Regions from separate parts of the Gossypium arboreum genome. Here region 1 is linked to region 2. Evidence: chromatin contacts called from public Hi-C data. All regions are on one chromosome and are shown on one strand. Each heading gives the region's core, a stretch centred on a gene start, on an enhancer-like site or on the middle of the called end of the contact. The rest is flanking DNA. Distances are from core to core; before and after follow the strand shown. Region 1 holds the start of LOC108483369. Region 2 holds the start of LOC108480602 (classical arabinogalactan protein 4-like).

Evidence for each region. A called contact is a pair of places that touch in the nucleus more often than the background predicts.
Region 1: a contact with region 2 is called in a Hi-C map of leaf, with 3 times the contacts expected there. The contact joins the promoter of LOC108483369 here to the promoter of LOC108480602 in region 2. A contact is called at or near these places in 2 of 5 Hi-C or Micro-C datasets (both in leaf).

The regions. Positions count from the first base shown.
Region 1 is chr1:91,316,984-91,321,091 of ASM2569848v2, forward strand. LOC108483369 reads left to right here and starts at 2,124. Exons shown (of 15, transcript XM_053029337.1): 1 at 2,124-2,596; 2 at 3,065-3,151; 3 at 3,835-4,013. The coding sequence starts at 3,133.
Region 2 is chr1:90,836,948-90,841,247 of ASM2569848v2, forward strand. LOC108480602 (classical arabinogalactan protein 4-like) reads right to left here and starts at 2,970. Exons shown (of 1, transcript XM_017783651.2): 1 at 2,184-2,970. The coding sequence starts at 2,873. The coding sequence ends at 2,460.

The DNA.
Region 1 (4,108 bases), core at 874-3,373, 480 kb after region 2:
TTTATGTTTGGTATTTTTAGCTATGATTTTATTCAATTTTTTATGTTGTATAGAATGTCACAAGTTATTAATTTATTTTTATTTGATTACTTTTTCAGGTTATGGATGAATTTAACAATATGTATAATAGTTTTTATATGAATTATAATACCCATGAATTAAGTGAAGAAGCTCAACGAAGAATAGCCACAATTGTTACACAAGTTCAGCACAACAATTATCATGAAGAGGAAGAACAAGTGTTAAGCAGTGTATTGCTACACCATGAAACTTATTTCACTAAGCAATCGTGTATGGATTCAAATTATACAGGTCAAATGTGGGTGGACGAAGTATTAAATGGGCATGATGATCGTTGCATGAATAGTTTTAGGATGCCAAAAAATATATTTCACATGTTGTTGCATGATTTGCAAACAAATTATGGCTTAAAGCATGGGAAGGTATCTGCGATGGAGAAGTTAGCATTATCATTGTATATTCTTGGAAATAGAGAATCAAATTCAAATGCAGCAGAGCGATTTCAACGATCTGGGGAAACCGTTAGTCGAATTTTTATTGATATGTTACATATATTTGCTCGAATGGGAATAGACACAATTAAACCCATTGAAGGTCAATTCGAGGAAGTACCGAACCATATTCGACATGATACAAGATATTGGTCTCACTTTAAGGTAAAATTTACACAATCTTTATATTTTTAAAATATAAATTATTTCTAACTTTTATCTCATTACTTGTATTTATTTTAAAGGATTGTATTGGGGCCATAGATGGAACACACATAAAAGCATGCATTTCGCCTTCTTGTCAAATACCTTATATCAGACGGAAAGGTGAACCAACTCAAAATATTATGGCAGTTTGTGACTTCAACATGTGCTTTATTTTTGCATTTCCTGGTTGGGAAGGAACAGCACATGACAGTAGAATTTTGTTGCAAGCACTTAGAAAACAACAGTTAAAGTTTCCACACCCTCCACCAGGTTGAACTTTAATTTTTTTAATTAATCTTTACATAAAAAACAGTATTAAAATTTTTAATTTATTTTTAAACTGATATTATGTTTTACTTTTTTGTAGGAAAATATTATCTTGTGGATTCAGAATATCCACAAATGGCAAGTTTTCTAGGTCCATATAGGGGGGAACGATATCATTTACCTGACTTTCATCGAGGTAATCATCGAGCAACTGGAAAAAAAGAAATTTTTAATCATGCCCATTCTTCGTTACGCTCTGTGATTGAACGAACATTTGGAGTTTGAAAAAAAAAATGGCCAATATTAAGAGATATTCCAAGCTATTCATTCGACAAGCAAGTTTTAATAGTTATTGCAACAATGGTTTTGCATAATTACATTCGAAGACATGCTTGGTCAAATGATGAGGATTTTCGACAATTTGAAAATATACCCGACATGCCAATCTCTTCAAGCCATTTTGATAGAGGTGAATCGAGTTCTTCTAACAATGAAAGTGACCTTGAAATTGCAATGTTAAGGGAAACTATTGCAAATAGTTTAATGAATCAATATTTGTAAAAACAAATTTGTATCAAAACCTAATTTCTAGTAATAATGAAACTTGTTATGTCTTATGTTAATATATATATATATATATTATTGAAAATCATTCGCTTAAATAATCAAAATTTGATTCAAGTATAATGTTACTATTTACGAAAATAATATTTATCATTGTTATAAAAAATATTTAACTATAAAAATTAAAATTATTATCATTTTATCTAATAAATAATTTAAATTGATTATATAATTCATTAAAATATTTATAATAAAATATTAAAAGATACATTTTAATATTTTATTAAATAAATTTATAAATTCACATATTTTAATAATTTTATATAAGTAAAATAATTTAAAACTTCTATTATATATCAATTCTAATATAATGTCCTTAATAGTTATTTTCATTTTCATCTCACCGCCATACACAATTGCGTTTGAATCTAAACACACATTCTACCACTATTTCTAATCTCACCGCTACAGTAATTATTCTACCACTATTTCTAATCTCACCGCTACAGTAATTAATCTCACCGCTACAGTAATTAATCTTACCGCCACCATTATTTTTAACTTCACCGTAAGTTAACAGATCGCCTATCCAAACTATGCCTTCGTCTTTCTACCCATATCCTGACGCCGCCAAGTTTCTAAATTTTAAAACCCTAAACATAACTTTGAAGATGTCTACGGTAGTAATGAGATATTGAGTTATCCGCCATCTGCCTCTGCATCACTCTGTTATATTTGTTTTCCATCCTACAGTTTATTACTCTGTCTCATCTCATACTCTTTCCCTATGTTTACTTTGGTGAGAAGGAAAATTTTTTTAAAGCTATCGGTTTAGCGGGAATAGCGGACCGCTATCGCCACTGTTTTCGGTTACACTGATATTTGCCGCCTTGATCCGCTGCTGTTCAAGTGCAAATTTTCACATTTCTATTGAGGCCTTTAGCGGTGGCGGTCGGCGCCGATATTGTGAAATAGCGGCCTGTGATACGCTACACCACCGCGATTTAAACGTCCCTTAAAACTGCTTGATGGCGCTTCGTTTCGAGGTGGGACTTTTAAACTTTGAATGCTGCATCTTTTGTTTTTATTTAACTTTCGAGCCAAAATCATCTTAACAAAAGATTTACCCGCCTCTTCTCAGCATATTATTATTATTATTATTATCATCATCTTTCGTTTGTCGAATGATAGTAACAGTTAGAGGAAAATAGCAATTCTTGAAAATGTTGATTTACAGAAACTGCTTTTAAACTATTTAATGGAATAATCTCTCTTCATAGATGTTGTTTTCACCGTAATTTTGTTTCTTTTCGGTAATTGATTCTTCTTACCAGTTATTACGTCTGTTCCTGTATTATAAGGATATTTAGTAAGTGAACGTGATAAATTTTTTCTTGGGCTCAATCTTGATGATTCTAACTTTAATTACGTTTCTTGATTTAACCTAGCGAGGTTTGGATGGTTGCTCATATGCAATTTTCTTATTTTTTTCCTCTGGTTTTCCTAGATTCTAGGGAGGTTTAATCGTGCTCGGGCAGCTCAACTAACACTTCCTCACTTTGTATGCCAGACACCTTTGTTTATGCCCGTGGGAACGCAAGGTTGAATTTTTTAATATTAATATCACACATTCTATAGCATATTTAGAATACTCGGAACAATTTATAAGGATCTTTAATCTTTTATGTTGCAAAATATATTGTACTTTCGACCCTTTTCTAAAAGGTAGTTTAGATGTTTCACATCATTGCCCTAAACTTTGTCGTTGATGAGATTGCAAATTCTTATAATCTTCTAAGACTAAGAAACGCCAATGAATTTGTTTGTCTTTGATTCTACAGATGATTAGTTGTGAATATATGTATCTGGAATTGCCTTCCATTGAATGGACAATTTATAAGGATCTTTAATCTTTTATGTTGCAAAATATATTGTACTTTCGACCCTTTTCTAAAAGGTAGTTTAGATGTTATACATCATTTCCCTAAACTTTGTCATTGATGAGATTGCGAATTCTTATAATCTTCTAAAACTAAGAAACGCCAATGAATTTGTTTGTATTTGATTCCTCAGATGATTAGTTGTGAATATAAGTATCTGGAATTGCCTTCCATTGAATGGACATTTAGCATGGATGGTTCAAGATTGATGCATGCCTTGCATTATATACTTCACCTCTATCAAATTCTTATATACTTCACTCCATGGATAGCTCACTGCATCATGTGCCTTTTATTTCTTAAATCTTGCTACTAGAAGACATGGTTCCCCCTCCTCATGGCAGGCACAATAAAAGGTTTGACAGCTGACCAGCTTGAGGAGATTGGTTGTCAAATAATTCTTGGGAATACGTATCATCTGGCTCTTCGTCCTACATCTGAGCTTATTGATGAATTGGGTGGTCTTCACAAATTTATGAACTGGCCTAGAGCATTGCTGACGGATTCTGGAGGCTTTCAAATGGTTGTGTTATGATTTGACATTGTTGTATCTCTCTAAATTTTTGATTCATTTCATTGTTCATCATTCCTTTTAAATTTTCAAGTACTTGCTATTAT
Region 2 (4,300 bases), core at 1,720-4,219:
AATTATAGATATAATCAGGAAATATACTTTTACTTTTTTTTTATTTCTTTTCTCTCTCCAAATGTTCATAAGTTTGATTTAAATGTTTACATATATATATATATATATCTTTCATATAAAAACACTTAATTTTCTATTTGATCAGTGCTTTTATATTTTTCTTAATTTATTATTTTCACTTATCATTAAAATACACCAAAAAAAATTAAAAGCAGGAACCAAACTGTTTTGTTTCTCTTGTTTCTTAGCATGTTTCAAAATTCCAAGAAGAGAAAGATTTAGAAAGTCGACTCTTTTAGCTCAATAATTTTTCAATGGAAGAAGTTAGAGAAATTTTAAAATTTTCAAGAAATTGCTTTTAGAACTATGTTCTTTCAGGAATTTGAGAAAACATGGAACAAACTTCATGTGCCTCAGGCTAGAGCCTGTGAATGACGTACTTAAAGATGACAATATGCACATGGAATGTCTTTTAAATATATATTGTTAGTCCTTTAGTTACTAATGTCTGAGGCGCTTTGAACCTCCTTTTGAATAAATAAATAAATAAATAAAGTTATTAATTAGGACTTATTAATTAGGACTCTAACATAAATGTTTAAAATTTAGCATTTTAATTTTTATTAATAATGTTTGGAATGTGTTATATTTCTATTTTGTATATTTATGCTTTTTTTAATTTGTATATTTATGCTATATTCATATATTTTAACATATGATAAAATTATTTTTAAAATTTATTCATTATTGGCTTATTTATGTATTCATTTTTGAAACGATTCATTAATGATTTATATTTTATGCGTTTCGAAACTTTTATATACCTAATCCCTTTCAAACATTTTTATATTATATATCTCGCCCTGCTATATTTTCATTATATTTTAATTACATTTTTCTTACAAATAATCTTCACTGAGTTTGATGGTACTTAATTTGATGATATTAACTTAGTTGTTAATTATTATTGTTTTGAATAATATTATTTTGTATTAATTATTTAAAGTAAAAATATATTATAGGTTGTATATGTTAAAAATGTTTTAATTATGATTTGTAAATTTTATACTATAATATTTGAATTGATAAGTTAATACAGTTTAATTATATTCAATAATTTAAATCAAAATATTATTTTACTCTAATTACTTCAATTAAAAATATAATACTTAAAATTTAATTAAATATTAAATGTGTGAAATCATATGTAACATATATGATATTAAAAGTTAATTTCATTTTATTTAAATTAATAAATAAATACACATTGACTTATGAAAGTATATTTTTATTTTTAAAATATTAATATATTTTTATTTGAATATATAATTATTTTAGTAAATACTAAATTACTTACATCATAATGTAAGTGAAAAGATTATATAAAATTAGATGATGAGTTATGATACACTCAGGTCAACAATTTTATAAAAAGTTTGATGCAAAATTTAAATATAATTTTAATTAAAACAGTAAATTTAAGATAATAATGATTGTGATGTTTTGAGTTTAAATGTTATGATTTTTGGTGTATATATATATTAAATATTATATGTATATTTTTCAAAACTTATCAATATAAAAATATAGAAATACTTTTAAAATAATTTTTTTAAAAAAACTGTTTTATTAAAGTTATAACTTAATTGAAAATCGAATAGGTGATAACTCTTAATAATATCGTATACATAAATTGACACAAGTTTATATAAAATCAAATAAAACTTTGATAAAAGTGGTATAATTGGGACTTTGATTCAAGTTACTTTATGTTACTTTAAAATAATTTATTAACTTTTTTCCAGAAGAACTAATTATAAAAACATTGATTATTATTTTAAAAACTATGAACAGTATATGGGAAATATGTTGGCCCATTAAAAACAGCTGTGACCACGTGACACTTGTTTATCCCCATGCCTCCCCTACCCCGAGCTAGCAAAAGACAAGTAAACCCCAGAAATGTTTTTTAATAAAAAATAGTACAACACCAATCCAGCTGTCCTTCGACCATGTTAACACTAAATCGGTCATATAAAAGACAAGACACCACCCCTCTTTCCACGTTTATGCGTTCACTTTCTCTCCCACTCTCACCATCGTTCGCACGTTAGCACTTTTCATCACTCACTTTTGTGTCTTTCGTTTTTTTCCTCAATCCTTCATTAGTATACTCTTAAATGTTAATTAGAAAAACAAACTTAAATAAATAGAGAAAAAATACATAAAAATATATAACTGATCATAATAATTATAATAACAATCGAGAGTAAGCTATCATCAAATCTCAACCGTCAAAATAGCAACACGCTATCATGATATAAAATCATCATCACCGTCAAAATATAAATAAAAATAAATAAAAACAAAAGAAATACACTACTAAAAATGAGAAATTAACAATGAGCCTAAAATAAAAATCATCAAATCCAAATCCTGTCCTCCCCCGAAAGTCAGATCTAAATCAACAAAGCAGCAAAAACGACTGCAACGGCAGATCCAGCGACGGTGACTCTGTTCAAAGCGGCTGCACTCGTAGGAGAAGTGGGAGAGCTGCCTGGTGTCTCGCTGATGGAGTTCGTGGGAGAATCAGCGGTAGGGGGAGAGCCAGCGGGAGAACCAGCGAGAGGAGCTGGGGGAGAAGTAGTGGGAGAGGAAGTTGGTGAAGATTCAGGGGCTGAAGACGGGGGAGTGGATGTTGACGGCGGAGATGCGGTTGGTGTAGCGGTTGGAGACATGGTTGGAGAAACCTTGGGAGCCGGAGTAGGGTTAGAAGACGGCGGTGAATTGGTTGGGGCCGAGCTAGGAGCCTGACCAAGTGCGCAACTAACTATGAAAGCTAATAGGACAAAGCAAGCAAAGGTTTTAGCCATTGTAGAGTTTTAAGAGAAATACGAAACAGGGAACAAAGAGCCTTTTAACAGAGGAAGCGGCAGTAGGGTAAAGAAAGAAGAGAGATGAAACGAGATATATATAGAAGGTTTAGGCCTTGGGGGAGGGGCTTGACAGACTTTTTCCTATGTCTTCTAAAACTTTGGAGTTTTCTTATATTTTTTCTATTAAGCCCATTTATTTATTATTAATTTCAATTTAGTCCATTCTTCGGAATTCATCACTTTTTTTCTCATTTGAATAGTCCATCGATTCTTTTTCTTTTTCGGACTTTGAAACAAAGCAAAAGAGTTTTTGACTAGACTTCTTTTTCTTAATTGTGTCTATATTTTTAACTTTTGTGAAATAAAGATCTGTAATTCATCAATTATTTTGTAAAAAAATTATATCTTGTATGTTATTTTTATTAGATATACTAGAAATCATGTATTGCAATACAGGTTTGTGGATAAATTACCCGTACCATGATTAATGAAGCATACCAAAAAAAGGTTACAAGCGGCATTTCACAATTCGTAAAAAGTACATGGAAGCAAGTGAAATCAATCTCCATAAAGAGTGACTTTATTGTACTTTCCAGGTAAAAGACAAATACATCATTAACATACACGTGTCCCATTAGGATCTCAATCGGAGAATCCCGACCGTTTAACATCTCCTTTACGTAAATTCCAAAACGCGTTGATTTTAAGCATTGTAGATGAACGCTTAGTGAGCCTTAATTAGAGAAAAACGCCCTTTTTAAAAAAAAAAAATTAGGGTTTTAAGTATTTTTCTTAAATTTAGGAAAGTAAACTGATTTTAAAATGAGAAAAAAAACGCTTTGTAAGAAGTATTTTTTGTTAAGGTGATAATTAGGAGTTGAAAGCCCCACCTTGTAGGATATAAAAGAAACAAACAAATAATTTTATTTTTTGGTAAATTGTAAATATTGATATATTATTGATATGAAATACAATAGAATACAATACAAACAATTTTTAAAATTTTTCCTTAGGTTGTAAATAAGTATATTATTAATGTAAAATATAATAGAATATTTTTAAATATAATTGGAATAAGTACCTTATGGATGAAAATTTTTAATATAATACAAATTAAAAGTTAACAAAGAAAATAATGATTTAAATGAAAAAATTAAAAAAAATTCAATAGCGTCGTCGACCCGAACGTGTGCCACGACCCTATGGGTGTCGATTGCAAGAAAGATTTCTTCATAGTTGGAGTTCCAGCTCCTTATCTTCTTCATCTTCATTTTCATCTTATTCATTCGTGCTTGAGTGTATTTGCATCCTAGGTTCCTATTTATATCGTTTATTGTAGTAATAGGTGGTTACAAAGATGACCCACCTCGGTAGAACAATAATGTTGAGTTGTTTACGACACTATCAATGAATAAGTGTATAGT